Linked DNA regions of Mus musculus: region 2 is linked to region 1. A link is a contact called in public Hi-C data. All regions are on one chromosome and are shown on one strand. The core of a region is the stretch at or near the end of the contact, and the rest is flanking DNA. Distances in the headings are between cores, read along the strand shown.

What was found. Hi-C and Micro-C count contacts between places; a contact is called where the count stands out from the background.
Region 2: a Hi-C map of cerebral cortex shows a contact between it and region 1, with 2.1 times the contacts expected there. The contact joins the enhancer-like site here to the promoter of Kcna3 in region 1. A contact is called at or near these places in 4 of 484 Hi-C or Micro-C datasets (CD8 T cells, DN3 thymocytes, cerebral cortex and 1 more), 3 of 115 datasets of contacts at active chromatin or transcription factors (CD8 T cells, double positive thymocytes and embryonic stem cells) and 1 of 9 other capture datasets (embryonic stem cells).

The regions. Positions count from the first base shown.
Region 1 is chr3:107,031,658-107,039,439 of GRCm38.p6, forward strand. Kcna3 (potassium voltage-gated channel, shaker-related subfamily, member 3) reads left to right here and starts at 4,505. Exons shown (of 1, transcript NM_008418.2): 1 at 4,505-6,472. The coding sequence starts at 4,766. The coding sequence ends at 6,352.
Region 2 is chr3:107,157,008-107,164,789 of GRCm38.p6, forward strand. No RefSeq gene overlaps it. Among named protein-coding and RNA genes, the nearest start is that of Kcna10, 22 kb to the right of the region's middle. Within about 2 kb of position 3,209, at least 33 of the 459 cell types and tissues checked have an H3K27ac peak or open chromatin away from gene starts, as enhancers often do. A contact at or near this core is called in cerebral cortex, where this site is marked.

The sequences.
Region 1 (7,782 bases), core at 3,255-5,754:
TACATGAAGGAAACTGAAAATGGGAAGTCTTCTATGAAACCATTCACATAGCCTAAACAGGGCCGTGGTAGTGAAGGGGGGGAGGTGAGGACAGAGTTGACAGGGACTTGGAGGCAACATGAAAGGCTCTTGCTGACAAACTGGACACAGGAGCATTTGAAGGAAGTGGGGATGACTCCGTATCCAGAACTGAGAAAGAAAAACAGGAAGGGAAGCAAGTTGGGGAGGAACGATAATGAGTTGGGTGCTATAAATACTAAGTCTGGGTTTATCTGCAGGAAGAAAATCAAGTCGGGGGGTTGAAGCACATTTCTGGCATTCAGGATAGGCTCATTCAGGGTGGTAGGGAAATGGAAAAGTAGAGAAATGGGAAGAAAGTAGAATTAAAAAAAGAAGAAGAAAACAAAGAACCCTTGCATATCTGCATGGTCTAGCTATTTCCAGAACTGGATGGATGCCAATCCAAAACAACTCTTCTATACTAACAGGCTTGCCCCTGTACGAGCATGCCTATATACTCACCCCTCACCTTTTCTTTCTTCTATTAAGTATACATTAAGCATTCAATACATGCCGAGAACTGTTCAGGATTTGAAAGACACAAACAGTGAAAACTCCTGCCTTTAGAGTTTCTGTCTTTGTGCAAGAGACACTTGTCAATAGGCAAACAACCAAATAATCACAAAACATATCTGCTCAGGATTGAACTTGTCAACAGCCTATCATGGGTAGGCTCTGAAGGTCTTACCATTCTCCAAGGTCATAGCTAGATCCTTAGCTAAGATAATGGTAGCTAGGGGTAGGAGGCTCATGAGGTCTCACTTCTCTCTCCCTGATAATGGTCACTGGGAAAGAAAACTTATTTTCAGTACTTCCACCACTGATGGAGAATCCATAATCTTGTACATAATCTCCCTTTTAAAAAATCACAGAGAGAGAGAGAGAGAAAGAGAGAAGGAGAGAGAGAGAGAGAGAGAGAGAGAGAGAGAGAGAGAGAGAGAGAGAGGGAGAGAGAGAGAGACCCATGAACCTAGAATGGAGACTAGATGGAGGAAGAAGAGAATCTTTTGGGGGTGGGAAGATAGGTTAAGGGGAGTGAGTATGACTTTTAAAATACAATATGAAGTATATAAAATTATAATTAAATCTATTGTTATATATAACTAATACATGTAAATAAAAACACAAAATATAATTTCAGTAAGTTAATCCAAGGAGGAGAGGGAAGCAGATTAACAGAGCACAGATGGAAGAGAGAGGAAAGAGTATTTATTTAAAATCAGGCAGTAGCGGTGAGGGAAGGCATTACTTACTTTTTACATGAAGAAATACTGTTATGGAGCAAGTCATGTGAAAATCTAGAGAAAGAGCATTTGAGGGACAGGGAAGAGAAAGTATGAAGACTGATATAGAAATTAACTTGATATGATTCAGAATCACCATGACCCTGCCTGGCTTCAATGGGCTGAATGGCTACAGGTTATATCCTATGCTATTTCTTTACTTTCCTGTATTGTTAATTAAAAGCATTGAATTCTTGTATTGTTAACTAAAGGCACAGACTTATAGCCTTTCTTCTGAATTCTGTGTAAGTTGAATTCTTAATAACGGACAGGTCTATATATTTAAAGTTAGGAAAGCACAATGCCTAGTATGTGGGTAATTGTTCTTTCTCCATTCTTGTATCTATAAATGTGAGTTAGGATAGTTCCTAATCCTTTCACATCCTCAGATACCCCAGAGCTATTCCCAGATGTTGCTTCCCATCTGGTGAACAAATGCGAAGCTATTTCTATTCCTGCTACGGCAGGTCAGAAGCCAAACCTATACGTAGAGCAAATAGAAAGGCCAAATGCTAAGACTCACTTGCTGCTTGCAAACCTGATGGTTTTACTTCGACTTGAATACTAGGGACTGAAATGCAAAGCAATCCTGCACAGGCTCTGAGAAGCTGTTTGCTTTGCCACAGTTCTACACTTAAACATTATAATAATAATATTATTATTATCTCACAGGGGTGTCATGAGGATTAATGAGACATTATCAAATCACTTTGAGCTACTCCCCTGGGGGTACTAAATAAATGGTATGTGTCCCCCTGAAGTGCCACTTTTGACATTGATTTGTTGCAACTGGTTCTGCTGTCCAACAGGGCTGGAACGCTCCCACCAGCCCGTTTCCTATAGGCGAACAAGTAGCCATCAAAAGGCACTGGTTTTCAGTTCAAATAAATATGAATTGAAAGAGAACAGTCAGCAATCAGAGGCAAATAGGCTGCTCTTTGAAATCCAGTATTTATCAAGTGCTCACGGTGATCAGCATGAGTGTTTCCCAGTGTAATATAATACTGCAAACACTAGATTTGGGACCGATCCAAGATTTTAGGACCAGCCCTGTCACTAACCAGCTATGTGAGCTAAACTGCTAAACTTCTCTAGATCTCAATTCTAAGATAAGGGCTGTCCTAATAAGGCCATCAAGGTCTTCCAGACAAAGCAAATGGATGAAAGCAGTGAGAATAGGCATTCTGAAAGAGAGATACTTTACAGCAGGGAGAAACGTGTGACCATCCATCACGGGACCATCCTCTGCTCTCATCTCCTTTGCCTTTGATTAATATTAATTTCAGTATTAATTCCTGCAAAAGTAAGAATAAATCATCTCCCCAGTCAGACATAGAAGTGCAAGAAACAGTCTTTAAAAATAGGGTCTTTGCCTCTCAGTGAGCTCTCCTTGTGACACTCCGTCTTTCCCAATCTTAGATTTACAAAAATAAATATGTAAATATTCATCAACTGTTCCCCTAATCACTGGTTAAAATAAGAAGCTGACCATTGCACAACAGATTGCTCTGAAACTGTGTATTTAAGAGGGATTTAAATGGTTTCCCAGTTTCTTCATCTGACAATAGACTCCACTCTCTGCAGTGCCCAGCACTCAGATGGTTGTAAAGCGAAACATGAAGGAATGATAAAACAAAAACAAACAAACAAACAAACAAACAAACGAAAACCTGGTGCTTGTTACACCCCCAAATGCTGCTCTAGAAACTTGTAGGGTGATTGGACTGCTGGCTCAGCTCTCCCTCGCTCCCCAGCCCAGGAATCACAATAGGGTCCTGAACTCAAAAGAAGAAATATCTCCCCAGAGCAGACAGAAATAAATACAAAGCATCACTTGTTGCAGAATTCAGTACAACAAACAAATGCTGAGATCCCAGGATTTCCAAGTTGCTAACAACAGAAGTTGGGCAAGCCCTCTTTATCATAGTTTAGTAGTTGGGAGAGGGGGTAAGAAAAACATGACGACAGATCACTCTTACATCAAACTGAATTTTCAGCTAACTTCATGGAATGAGTGAATGTCTAGACAATAGTTCCTCTTTTGCAAACGATTGCAATGATTCAAGGGGGTAACAGAATTTTGTAACTCTGGTACTTATACTTGGGGTAGCTAAATGTCTGGGAACAGAAATTATGTTTAAAGCAACCAGCACAATTTAGAGAAACAGTTTAAGGGAGATAATATTTTCTGTAGGCCCATATCAAGCAAGAGAGGCACAATCTGCAAAATGAAGGCTTTCCCACATTAACAGCTAAAATACACTTTCTCGAGTTCCCTACTGCAAGGGCAGGTATCATTGTGTTAATTAAACGCTAGGTATTGGGCCTGTTCGTCACACAGTAAGGTGTGGTGAATTTTCTTTACCATTCCCTCTTATTTTTTTCCACTGCCCTCACTAATCCCAACCAGAAACTTGCCCCTGATTCTGCCCGCACTGAGCTAACCATTATAAAAATGAGGTCTCCAGATGCCTTTAAGGACCCTCTTTTTAGACTGCTGGGAAGACTTGAGACCCCATGTTACCCATTAACCCATTGCTTCCTGTCCAAAAATATCGTTTACTGCACCAACACCCAGGTTTTAGCATTATTCTACCCCTCTAAATCCGGATGCTGGCCCCAGACTATCCTATCCTGCACTAGCCCAGACAACCTAGCCTGCAGCCCCTCCTCCCAAGACATTCAGGGTCTGGATGCCTGGATGCCTCCTTTGCTTGGGACTTTTTGTTACCTACTCTAGTGGAACTTGCCCTTCTTGGCAAAGTGTCAAGGGCCAGGAGGCCTCCCTTCGAGGGATGAGGTGTGGTCCTTGCGTGGGTATAACAGCCCTGAGATTAGGTCTCGACCACGCGCGGGAAGGGAACGCGCGCTGACCAGGAGCGAGCAAGCAGAGCCCAGGAACGAGGTCAGGCGGCCGGGTTCCTCCAAGGCCAGCGTGGCTGGGTAGGGGTTCCGCGGAGTCTGGGGAGTGGGGTGCAAGTTGGCGGCGATCCAGTGACAAAGAAGGTCGAGGAACAAGGGTGGCAAGCGGGAAGCGGAGCGCGCGCGCGCGGTGGGCGGGAAACCCGGGGGCGGTGGCAGAGAGGCGGGCGCGCGCCCCGCGGGGAGGGGTGCGGAGGAGGGAGGAGGAGGCGTCTGGACCGTGCAGCCCCGCGGGCCGCGCCAGCCCAGACAGAGCCTCGCGGCAGCCGCAGCAACAGGCGGCGGGGCCGGGCTCGTAGGGCAGAGGCGGCGGTGGGGCGGGGAGCTCCAGGAGGAGCGACTCGGGCCGGCAGCCGCCAGCAGGGAAGGAAAGCACCGCCGCCTCCCGCGCTCGACCGCCGCAGCCCTCCACCCATCACCGCGCCCACCCTGCACCGGACCCCGCAGGAGGCGGCGCGCGCATCCTGCAGAGCCCCGGCCACGCCGAGCTGCCGCCAGACATGACCGTGGTGCCCGGGGACCACCTGCTGGAGCCAGAGGCGGCGGGAGGCGGTGGCGGGGACCCGCCTCAGGGAGGCTGTGGCAGTGGCGGCGGCGGTGGCGGCTGCGACCGCTACGAGCCACTGCCACCCGCGCTGCCCGCCGCGGGCGAGCAAGATTGCTGCGGCGAGCGTGTGGTCATCAACATCTCTGGGCTGCGCTTCGAGACGCAGCTCAAGACCCTCTGCCAGTTCCCCGAGACACTGCTGGGCGACCCCAAGCGGCGCATGCGGTACTTTGACCCACTCCGCAATGAGTACTTCTTCGACCGCAACCGACCCAGCTTCGACGCCATCCTCTACTACTACCAGTCCGGGGGCCGCATTCGCCGGCCGGTCAACGTGCCCATCGACATCTTCTCCGAGGAGATCCGCTTTTACCAGCTGGGTGAGGAGGCCATGGAAAAGTTCCGTGAGGATGAGGGCTTCCTGCGGGAGGAGGAGCGACCCCTGCCCCGCCGTGACTTCCAGCGCCAGGTGTGGCTGCTCTTCGAATATCCGGAGAGCTCCGGGCCGGCCCGGGGCATTGCCATTGTGTCAGTGCTGGTCATTCTCATCTCCATTGTCATCTTCTGCTTGGAGACGCTTCCCGAGTTTCGCGATGAGAAAGACTATCCCGCCTCCCCGTCGCAGGACGTGTTTGAGGCTGCCAACAACAGCACGTCGGGGGCCCCTTCTGGAGCCTCCAGCTTCTCGGACCCCTTCTTCGTGGTGGAGACCTTGTGCATCATCTGGTTCTCCTTTGAGCTTCTGGTGCGGTTCTTTGCTTGCCCCAGTAAAGCCACCTTCTCCAGAAATATCATGAACTTGATAGACATTGTGGCCATCATTCCTTATTTTATCACTCTGGGCACTGAGCTGGCTGAACGACAAGGTAATGGGCAGCAGGCCATGTCGCTGGCCATCCTGAGAGTCATCCGCCTAGTAAGGGTTTTCCGCATCTTCAAGCTCTCCCGCCATTCTAAGGGGCTGCAGATCCTAGGACAGACGCTGAAGGCTTCCATGCGGGAGCTGGGGCTGCTCATATTCTTCCTCTTCATTGGGGTCATCCTTTTCTCCAGTGCAGTCTACTTTGCTGAGGCAGACGACCCTTCTTCGGGTTTTAACAGTATCCCGGATGCCTTCTGGTGGGCAGTAGTAACCATGACAACTGTTGGTTATGGTGATATGCACCCAGTGACCATAGGAGGCAAGATTGTGGGCTCTCTTTGTGCCATCGCAGGTGTCTTGACCATTGCATTGCCAGTTCCTGTGATTGTTTCCAACTTCAACTACTTCTACCACCGGGAGACAGAAGGGGAAGAGCAAGCCCAGTACATGCACGTGGGCAGTTGCCAGCACCTCTCCTCTTCAGCCGAGGAGCTCCGAAAAGCCCGGAGTAACTCCACTCTGAGTAAGTCGGAGTATATGGTGATCGAAGAGGGGGGTATGAACCACAGCGCCTTCCCGCAGACCCCCTTCAAAACGGGCAACTCCACAGCCACTTGCACCACGAACAATAACCCCAACTCCTGTGTCAACATCAAGAAGATATTCACTGATGTCTAATATATGATACGGTTGCCAATTCTGTGCCCAGTATTGTGTGGAACATGCCCCCTTGGTCTGTGTATGCCCTTGATTTATACATTTCCAGACCACTCATCAAGGAAAGTACAAGAAGTGAGGAAGCACACTTCATTCTCCCTATTGCTTCATACTGAAACAGGTGCCTGTTTTTGCAAGTGGGCTGCATTCTCTCAGCTCTTTTTTTCTCTCTCTCCCTGTCTCTTAATTTTGTGACCAACAAACTTACATTAAGCGTGGTTTTTTTGTGTGAGCCCTACAGCCACATCCTGAGAGGAAGTGAAACTATAGAGTCAGAGTAACTGTTTAACCTCAAAATCAAAAGATAGTTGTTTCTTTACTAAGTAAAGGAGGCGGAACCTAAATGAAGCTCCTGACTGGTGGACTTTTCAATATTATTTCCGGACTAGTTATTGTAACTACCTAACCTCTGGATATGTGGGTGGAAAGTCTAACTAGAGCGTTGACGCGTAAGCCCACTATAAATTTATTTTGTTTTTGACTGATCTTTCAGTTTGAATCTCTCCCCTAAGGACTTAAGGTTCACAATAATTTTGAACCAAAAGGGAAATGCCCCGAATGTCCTGATCTGGCTATTAACTCTTCAAAGTTTGCAAAGCATTTTGAAAACATTAGACACAGATTCCAATGAAGTTGTGAGTTCATGCCCCAGCCAATATCTACGAAAGTCTAGAAACTCATTTTCAGTGCTGCCGGGAGAAACAACAGAAATTCCTGATGCATCCGAGAGATAAGCTTCTGCAGTATCACAGGAAGATTAAAGTGTCAGACACCCCTTCCAGCGGAAGTTACTAATTCGGACCTGACTGATGCAGTTCCCATAGCAACCCGTGTTTCCTGGGAAACCCGAAAAAGGTTGTCATGGCATCTTTTGCTCTCTAGCCCCACCCCCACCCCAGGCCCTGCCGTTTCTACAGTAACCTTTCCAGATGGTTCCTACTTACATGATTTCATAAGAAAAAAACACTATTTGAATAAACCACACAAATTAAGTGTAAGACTATATAGAGGTTAAATGAATCACAAAATGCTTTTTTACATTTTATATAAATCATTGCTGTTATCCCATAATGACTGGATCAAAAAGGAAATTATCATCTTTGGAACGTTACACGTAAGGCATGATCTGAATTAAATGTCAGTTGTTTGGTAGCAATTTTTAAAGATGGTTCTGTACAGTTTTCATTAAGAAATGGCAAGCCAACAGATAAAATGAGAACAACAATATAAACATGGTCTGTACATAAGCCAGTGAGAGTCAGTGTACCCAAAGTATTACTACAAGATACCTTCAGAGTTCCTCAATTTAAAAGAAAAAAAAGAAAAAGAAAAACATCCAGATCCCACAACAGGACTGTCACCATCACAGCACTGGAAAAGCAGAATCAACC
Region 2 (7,782 bases), core at 1,959-4,458, 120 kb after region 1:
GTGCACATTATGTCAAAGGACCGAGTAACAGTAACTAGCATTGGAGTGGAGCTCAGCAGGTGTAAATGTATGTGTGTAATGTATGAACAGTACTCTGCACTTTTCTGAGAACTGTTTATTCATTAACTCATTATCTCAGCAAAGTGGCACATATTCCAAGGATGGGAGGAGAGTTGTGCCTGAACTGGGTCTGAGACAAACAAGAGCAAGTCAGATAGAGGGACAGTTTAAGTACAGGTAGGGTGGTATGCCGATTTGAATAAAAATGGCTCCCATAGGCTCATAGGTTTGAATGCTTAGTTACCAGGGAGTTAAATTCTTTGAAGGGATTAGATGGGTTGGACAGCATGGCCTTTTTGGAGAAAGTGTGTCATTGAGGATGGGCTTTGAGGTTCAAACCCTCATACTAGTCTACTATCTATCTATCTACCTATCTATCTCTCCCTCTCCCCCTCTCTTTCTCTCTCTCCCTCCTCCCTCCCTCCTTCCCTCCAGATCAGAATATAGAACTCTCAGCTAATTCTCTAGTGCCGTGTCTGCCTGTGTGCTGCCATGCTCCCCACCTCCATGATGATAATGGACTAAGCCTCTGAAACTATAAGCCAGCCCCTAATTAAATGTTCTCTTTTAGAAGGGTTGCCTCAGTCATGGTGTCTCTTCACAGCAATAGAACAGTAACTGGGGAAGTTGGTCACAAGGATGCATAAAGAACACAAAGGAGGGAGGCCTAAAAAGGAGGCTGAAGAAATGTTGCCTTCAACCTTTTCCAAAACCTTGCCACCACTATGAAAGAACAACTGAACTTATTATTTGGTCTTGGTTGGGTGGTAGAGGGTTAGTTCACCCCCAGTCTACTGAGGATTAGGAAAAAGCCTCTGCATTCTAAAATGCACCCTCTAATATCATATAAACAGATAGGAAAGAAAAGGAGATGAATTGTCCTGCCCTAGAAGTTTCCAAGAAGTCAGCATTGATCATAGAGCCTGGTCATTAGTATTAGACATCATGAGAGTCCTTCCAAGTGGAGTGGGGTGTTCACCGAACAGGCCAACTTGCAGGGTGGACACCTCATGCTCACAGCTGCTGACAGCTCTTGGCTGCTGACCACTTACAACTATTTCCTTCTACAAGTACTGCCTACCCCAGAAGACACGGGCATCTATGAAAGACACTCCCATTCAACGACAAATTGATGGACAGACATGATGCCCTTGCTCCTCAACCTGAAGTAGGAACCTCTCAGAAGAGCCATCCTTCTCAGAGTCCTCTATAGGGACAGTTGGAACCCCAACTTTGGCACAGAATGGCATTCTGTCCCCCTGAATCTTGCTGTCATTGTATTGGACACCCTGTCCAATAAACATCCTGCATGAAAATCTTTGTTTCAGGAAACTGGCCTGTGGTGATGAGCCACATTAATCACATTAATTGAAGTCTGTAAGTTGTATGTGCCTCTGTCATCAGATACGTGAGCCCTGCCTCTACAATAAAGTGAGAGCAGAGAATCTCCAAGGTCAAAGTCCTCCCTCATCAGTCTCCTTTGTGCCCTCTGCTTGGCAACCATTTGATTGCCCACAAAAATGACCAGTGCAGAATTCATGGCAGTTCAATAACTCAGCAGGAACTGTACCCACCTACTTCTAGTCTTGTATTTCTGTCAAAGACCTACGGGCACCATCCCTCTAGACTTCCTGGGGAGCACAGCTACCATTATCTCTATTTTAAAGGTATGTTTGTGGTTCAATTGCAGATACTTGTCTAGCATGTACAAGGGTCTGTGTGTGTGTGTGTGTGTGTGTGTGTGTGTGTGTGTGTGTGTGTGTGTGTGTGTGCATTGTACCACTGTATAAGTGAAAATCCTACCATCAAAGAGGTGAAGAACCTTGCCCGAGGACAACTCAAGTCTCCTCAGTCCTAGTCCATCGCTCCTTCTGTCACACTTTGCAGAGAGGGGACAGCCATGCGTGGTGCGTGGGAACTAAGGAATCTGGTCTGCAGTTGAGCATCATCACGCTCCTGGCAGGCTATATGGCCCTCGCCCACCCAGGGGGCTGAATGATACTGGCAGGCAGTTGCGGGGGCATTCCAACTGCCATTCTTTTCCCAGATGGCCATGTACAAAGAGCTCTTTCAATAGACATAGTCACCAGGGAGGGCCTAGGGAGCCACAGCTACAGGAAAGACCTGCAGAGTCCTCTAAAGACAATGCCAAAGACTAGGCCCATCTGCTGGAAACAGAGATGTAACCAAACACACAGCACTTCCTTGTACCACTCGGCAAAGTCTTGTCCCTCGTGGCCTCACTTAAACCCTGGTGAGGGCACCAAGGGCCCACAGACCCATAAGCTACAATAAGGTAGGACATGAGGTAAAGAGAATGCTCCCTGAGGACCATTCTCTGGCAATAGATGGATGGTTTATTGGCTCTGGTTGGTGGAGAAGCCCTGTGAGAGCTCAAGGCGTCCTCTGCTGCAGTGAGGTGCATTAGCGGCTCCAAGGCCAGCAGTGGCCATGACTGAAGGAGTCTCACTTTCTTTTGGTAGACTTTGGGACTGGAAAGATGTTGGCATTGATATCAAGAGTACAAAACAAGAACAGCTCTGACCCTGTGTCAGGTTCTGCCCCCAAACTTTCTATTTAGAGCCTTGTAGCACCCCCATGAGGCAGGTAAGATCACTACATGCTTTGTACAGCAGCAGAGACCACGATGCAGAATAACCTATCAAGATGCCCAGCTAAATAGGAATTCAAAGACTTGCTGCCTTCATGTTTAATATCCTTGCTGCAAGACCCTCCAAGAGTTTGGGGTATTCTTGCTCTAAAATGAAATCGCTAACCCACTTTCCTGGCCCCCACCACCCCCTGCATGCAGGCTTTGATGATGGCTTCAGGAGTGCTTCAGGCAGCAAAAGCTCTGGTTTGAAGGCTCTGGTTGGGCTAGTCTCCGCGGCCCGATACAGACTGGGAAGGAAAAATGGCAGCAGATCCCAGGCAAATCTCTGCAGTTCCCTCGAGGGAGGGGCGTAGTGGTCGGAACCCTGGGGCCAGGGCGCACAGCCAGGCTTATTGCACTCGGCACCAGCCACCCACTGCCACCCGATCTTTCTCAACAAGATAAAAACTGCAGCATGCTCTAAGCGCCCAGCTTCGGACTGCAGGGAGGAATCTGAGAGAGGGCGCGGGGGCGGCCACCGAACAGCTTGCTCTGCAAGCCGCATTTGTACCCGCCCAGTGACCTCTGCTGGCCAGGCTAGCCCTGTGCATATGGAAATGGCCTCCTGGGAGGCAACAGCTCTGCAGGGACTGGCTCTTCTACCACAGGGGAGTTCATGTCTTCAGAAGACAAGAATCCCTTAAACTTTGTCCCCAGCTGGACCTGCCTGGTTACCTTCAAAAAGTGGGAAGAACGCAGAGCCCCCATCGAGCTGCTAAGATACACAGGCTGAGCCAAGAGAGGTGGAATTCTGTCTGTCCGTACTGCCCAAGGTTCTGTGTGCACCCATTTGCAAAATGAAGCCTCAGACCAGGGTCATTTAAGAACTGAATGTAGTGAGGTGTTACGGTTCAGATAGACTCACAAGAATCATGGTTCCACCCCATCCGCACAAAGAAAGACTCCGCGCACTGGATTGCTTCCTACTGGCCCTCTCTGAGACTAACCTACCCTCCGTGGGAACTGGGATAGATTAAGTCTCCCCTCTAGGTGTGGCTCTCCTGTAATATAGAGCCTGCTAGTTTCCAAGATCCTATTCCATCTGAATTGCCTGAGGATCTCGTCTGACAGAGTCCTAACAACCTCCTCCTCCTCCTCCTCCTCCTCCTCCTCCTCCTCCTCCTCCTCCTCCTCCTCCTCCTCCCAGGACTTCTATTCAGGTGTTCACTGGGAAATCTGAAATGGGCATTTTTTTAACCCTTACCCCAATTCACCTCATGACCGACAGAGTTTAAGAATGACTTTGCTACTCCAAGACCCTCTAACTTTAGTTCTGTTGAAGAAAAGGCCTGAATTGATTGGCTGAGATTGGGGTGGGGGGGGTTCCAACCTGGAAAATCTGCCTTCTCTGGGGACAGTTCAGAATTTTCTCTGTCTCCACTTCTAGTTGGCAGGCACCCTCAGTGACCTTCAAAGAATCCACTCCCCTTGCCATCTTTATCAAGAGAACCTGCTTTTGTTGAGGGTGTCCCTTACTGAGAGAATATGGTGTAATCCTAACTCATACAAGTTATTAACACATGAATCATACTGTGAGCTGGTTTTGGCCAAGAAACTGAAGAGAAACTGAACAGGGTGCTGAAAAGGATTACTTTAAATGGTGCTCATATACTCATGACTGTATGTGATGTCCGGAACTTCAGCAGCCACCTCTTGCCTGTGAGGAGACAATTTGACACCCAAATCTCTGAGCAAAGTAGGAAGCAGGGAAGGACCCATTTCTTTTGTTACATTATGGAGCTGTTAAATTAGCCAACCTTGGAGATAAGTCTTCTTCCAGAGGTTGAGTTTTGTGTTACAGTAGAAAATATTTTCAAATACACTCCGCATCTCCAAAACCCTTGCACTGTGAGCTGCTGGAGTTTCTGCAGGTAAGAAGCACCCATCCTTCCGTGAATCCACTCTATCCCAGGCTCTGCCGATGGTGTCCTCTGAGTGCTTCACTCATCCTTCTATATCTACCCTGACACCACAACAGTGGGAGATGTTGCATTTACCTCTTTCCTGGTCCCCATTTATTCCCCTTCCTCTTTCCCACCATGGCTCACCCCATGAGATATTCTCCCTCCTGCTTCAGACCATTGAATGACTTTCTGGTTTTCTTAGATAAAACCCCATGTGTTCCCCCTACACACACAGAGAGACACACCACACACACACACACACACACACACACACACATACACCACACACACACACACACCACACACACACACACCACACATACACAGACACACACACCACACAGACACACACACCACACACATACACACACACATACCACATAGACACACACACACCACACCACACACACACACACACACACACACACATCCTATACTTTCTTCCTCTTCCCCACCCCTGCTGTTTTTCTGGTTCTGCATGCTGCTTCCTCCCACTCTATCCTCTATCCTACTGGCCTCCTCAGCACTTCCTGAGCTCCACTGAGACTCTCCTAACCAAGAGGTCCTCTCTACTTTCTCCAGCCTGAGTCCTCCCCATGCCCTGACCATCCTTACAGCCTGACTCCTCCCCATGCCCTGACCGTCCTTACTCCCAGCCCCCGTCTTTCTCAAACACTGACAAAGAACCGCCTACCCTGGACCAAAGCCCCATATTCCTTGTGAATCTTTCTCTCATCCTGATGAGCTATGGCTTTAAAATACCCACCAAAGCCCACAGTTACCCATTTGTAAGATCATTTGGTCAGTTCCTGTCATCTTGACTAGAATATGAACTTCACACGTAAGGATTCTTGCTCCTGACAGGAAGTTAACCCTAGAACCTCACATGTGAAAAAGAAAGAAAGAAAAAAAGAAAGAAAGAAAAGAAAAAAGTACATGCTCTGTCACTGTCGGGTAAATGAATAAACACACACAAGCACACACACACATACACAAACACACACACACTCCCTTTCGGGGAAGGGAGGTAGGAGATAGGATCTGGCCGGATAGCCCAAGATGTCCTGAAACTGGAACTGACTAGCTGGATCTGGCCTCCAGGTCTTCCTACCTCTGTCTAAGCCTAGGCTTACAGGTGTGTTCCACTACATCCAGCCCATTTAAAAGCTGCTGTTTCAAGAAAGGGCCCAGAGCTAACCAGGCCATGGGTCTCAGCCTCACAAAGCTCCTGTCTGGTTAATTTGTTCAGTGTTTCCCTCCCGCTCACCGTTCCTGACCCAGTTCCCCATCTGTTCTCTGGGCACTAAGAACAAGACAGACAACAGTGACAGGAGGGACATCATGGGGCCCTATCCCTCTTGGGAGCCACCTGGGGCCTTCCTGAAGCTTCAGCCTATCCAGTCAAAAAAGTGTCCAACCAGTGATGGCCAGGGGTAGATAGCTCTGGATGGCCCTTCTCACCAGTCAGCCAAAGCAGGAAGGTACCATGAAAATCTCAATGTACAGTGGAGGCCTTGTAATTGTCTGTTTCCCCCAGGGTAACCTGCCTCCACAGAAGCAGGTACTTTGGGGAGGATAATAAGGAGAAATTCAAGGTCCATCTCAAAAAATAAAAATGCTAAGGCTGACCCTCAGCTCTCTCCCTTGGGACCTCCTGACTCCTCTCTAAGGAGACCAAGCTCCATGGCCAGCGTTAGAGAAACCGGAATCCCTACAGTAGAGGTGAGGACTGACAAGGAGTCCAGGGAGTGGATCACAGACTGAAGACAGATGCACAGACAGCTGTCTCTTCCCAGTTCCCAAGAAGGAGTTGAAGACACAGCTGAGAGAGGCCTCTGAAACGCTTCCCACAATGGAGCACAATTTTCCAGCTGGGCACAAGTTCCCAGGCTGGCTGGACACTACTGCCTGAGCTTCTGTGGCCAGTGTGCCCTCTTTTGCCTTGTTTCTTCACCTCAGATACCCCAGCATAGATGCCCCCATCAGAGGAGCTTCCTGCAAGTAGAGAGGTCTGAAAATACTCGCCTGTTTCTGAGCTTGGGTGGCTGATCTCAGCCAGGTGAGCTGCTGGCGACAGCCAGCTGGGAAAGAAGAGTATGGAAGAGGGGGGCTCTAAATGTGCTCTCTCTATCTCCACCCTCCTCCCCTCCCTTCCGATCCCTCTTCCCTTCTGCTTGCTTCTCCCTCCTCCTCTACTTTCCTTTCTTCCCCCCTCCCTTACTCTCTCCCTCTCCCCTTTCTATGCAGAAAGTCTTTCTACCCTTAAACTAGGACAAGAATGTTTTCCAAAACCCTAAAACATTCTTATTAAGGAAATTCACTCGAAAGAAGATACTCATCTTCATTTCTTTAAAATGCAATGTAGATGAAATTTACATCACCAGCCTACCCTCTACTCCCCTCAGGAGAGCGAGGTGCTTATTACCAGACCTATATGGCCCTGGTTCATAGCAGGCAGTAGGATCAGCATGGGCAAGGACAGACCCAAATTTACAGACTCTCATCTGGCTCCTGAACCTTGTTCTGTGTTGTGCACCCTGCTTGGCAAGTGAGATTACACAGAGAAAGTGCCTTTGAGATCAAAATAACAACACCTCCTCCAACAGCCCGAGGCTGCTCCCTTTCCCCTTGCCCAGGCTGAACCTCAGCTAACCCACACAGCTCTTCACCACAGCACAGTTGTCAGAGTCCGTTAAAAGGGGACTGCACTTGAAGCACAAGGGATCCTGTGTCCTTGTGAGCAGAAGGAACAGAAAATGACTCAGAAAGTGTCTGCTTTTTTTCCCAATGAGAGTAACAAGGAGGTTAGAGTCATGGATATTAATTTTCTTGGATTACTTTCATAGTCTGATAAAAATGATAAAATGTCTCCTTTAAAATGTACATTCACAAAAAAAAATAAAATAAAATAAAATAAAACATACATGCAGCAACATCAGTGAGGCCATTGAACTTAGCTAGTAACCCTATACCACAGGATCAATCCACTCTCAGACTCATCCAAGAGGGACCATAACCTGAGCCTTATGCCTTTGAGGGCTTAGCTCTGTTCCCTCTGCCAGGCCCCTTGTGGGGTAAGGGACTGCTCACACCTGTACCGCTCTGCAGAGCCATGGGACCCAATTCCAGGGCCTACAAGTGCTCTTCACCTGATTCATCTTCTGA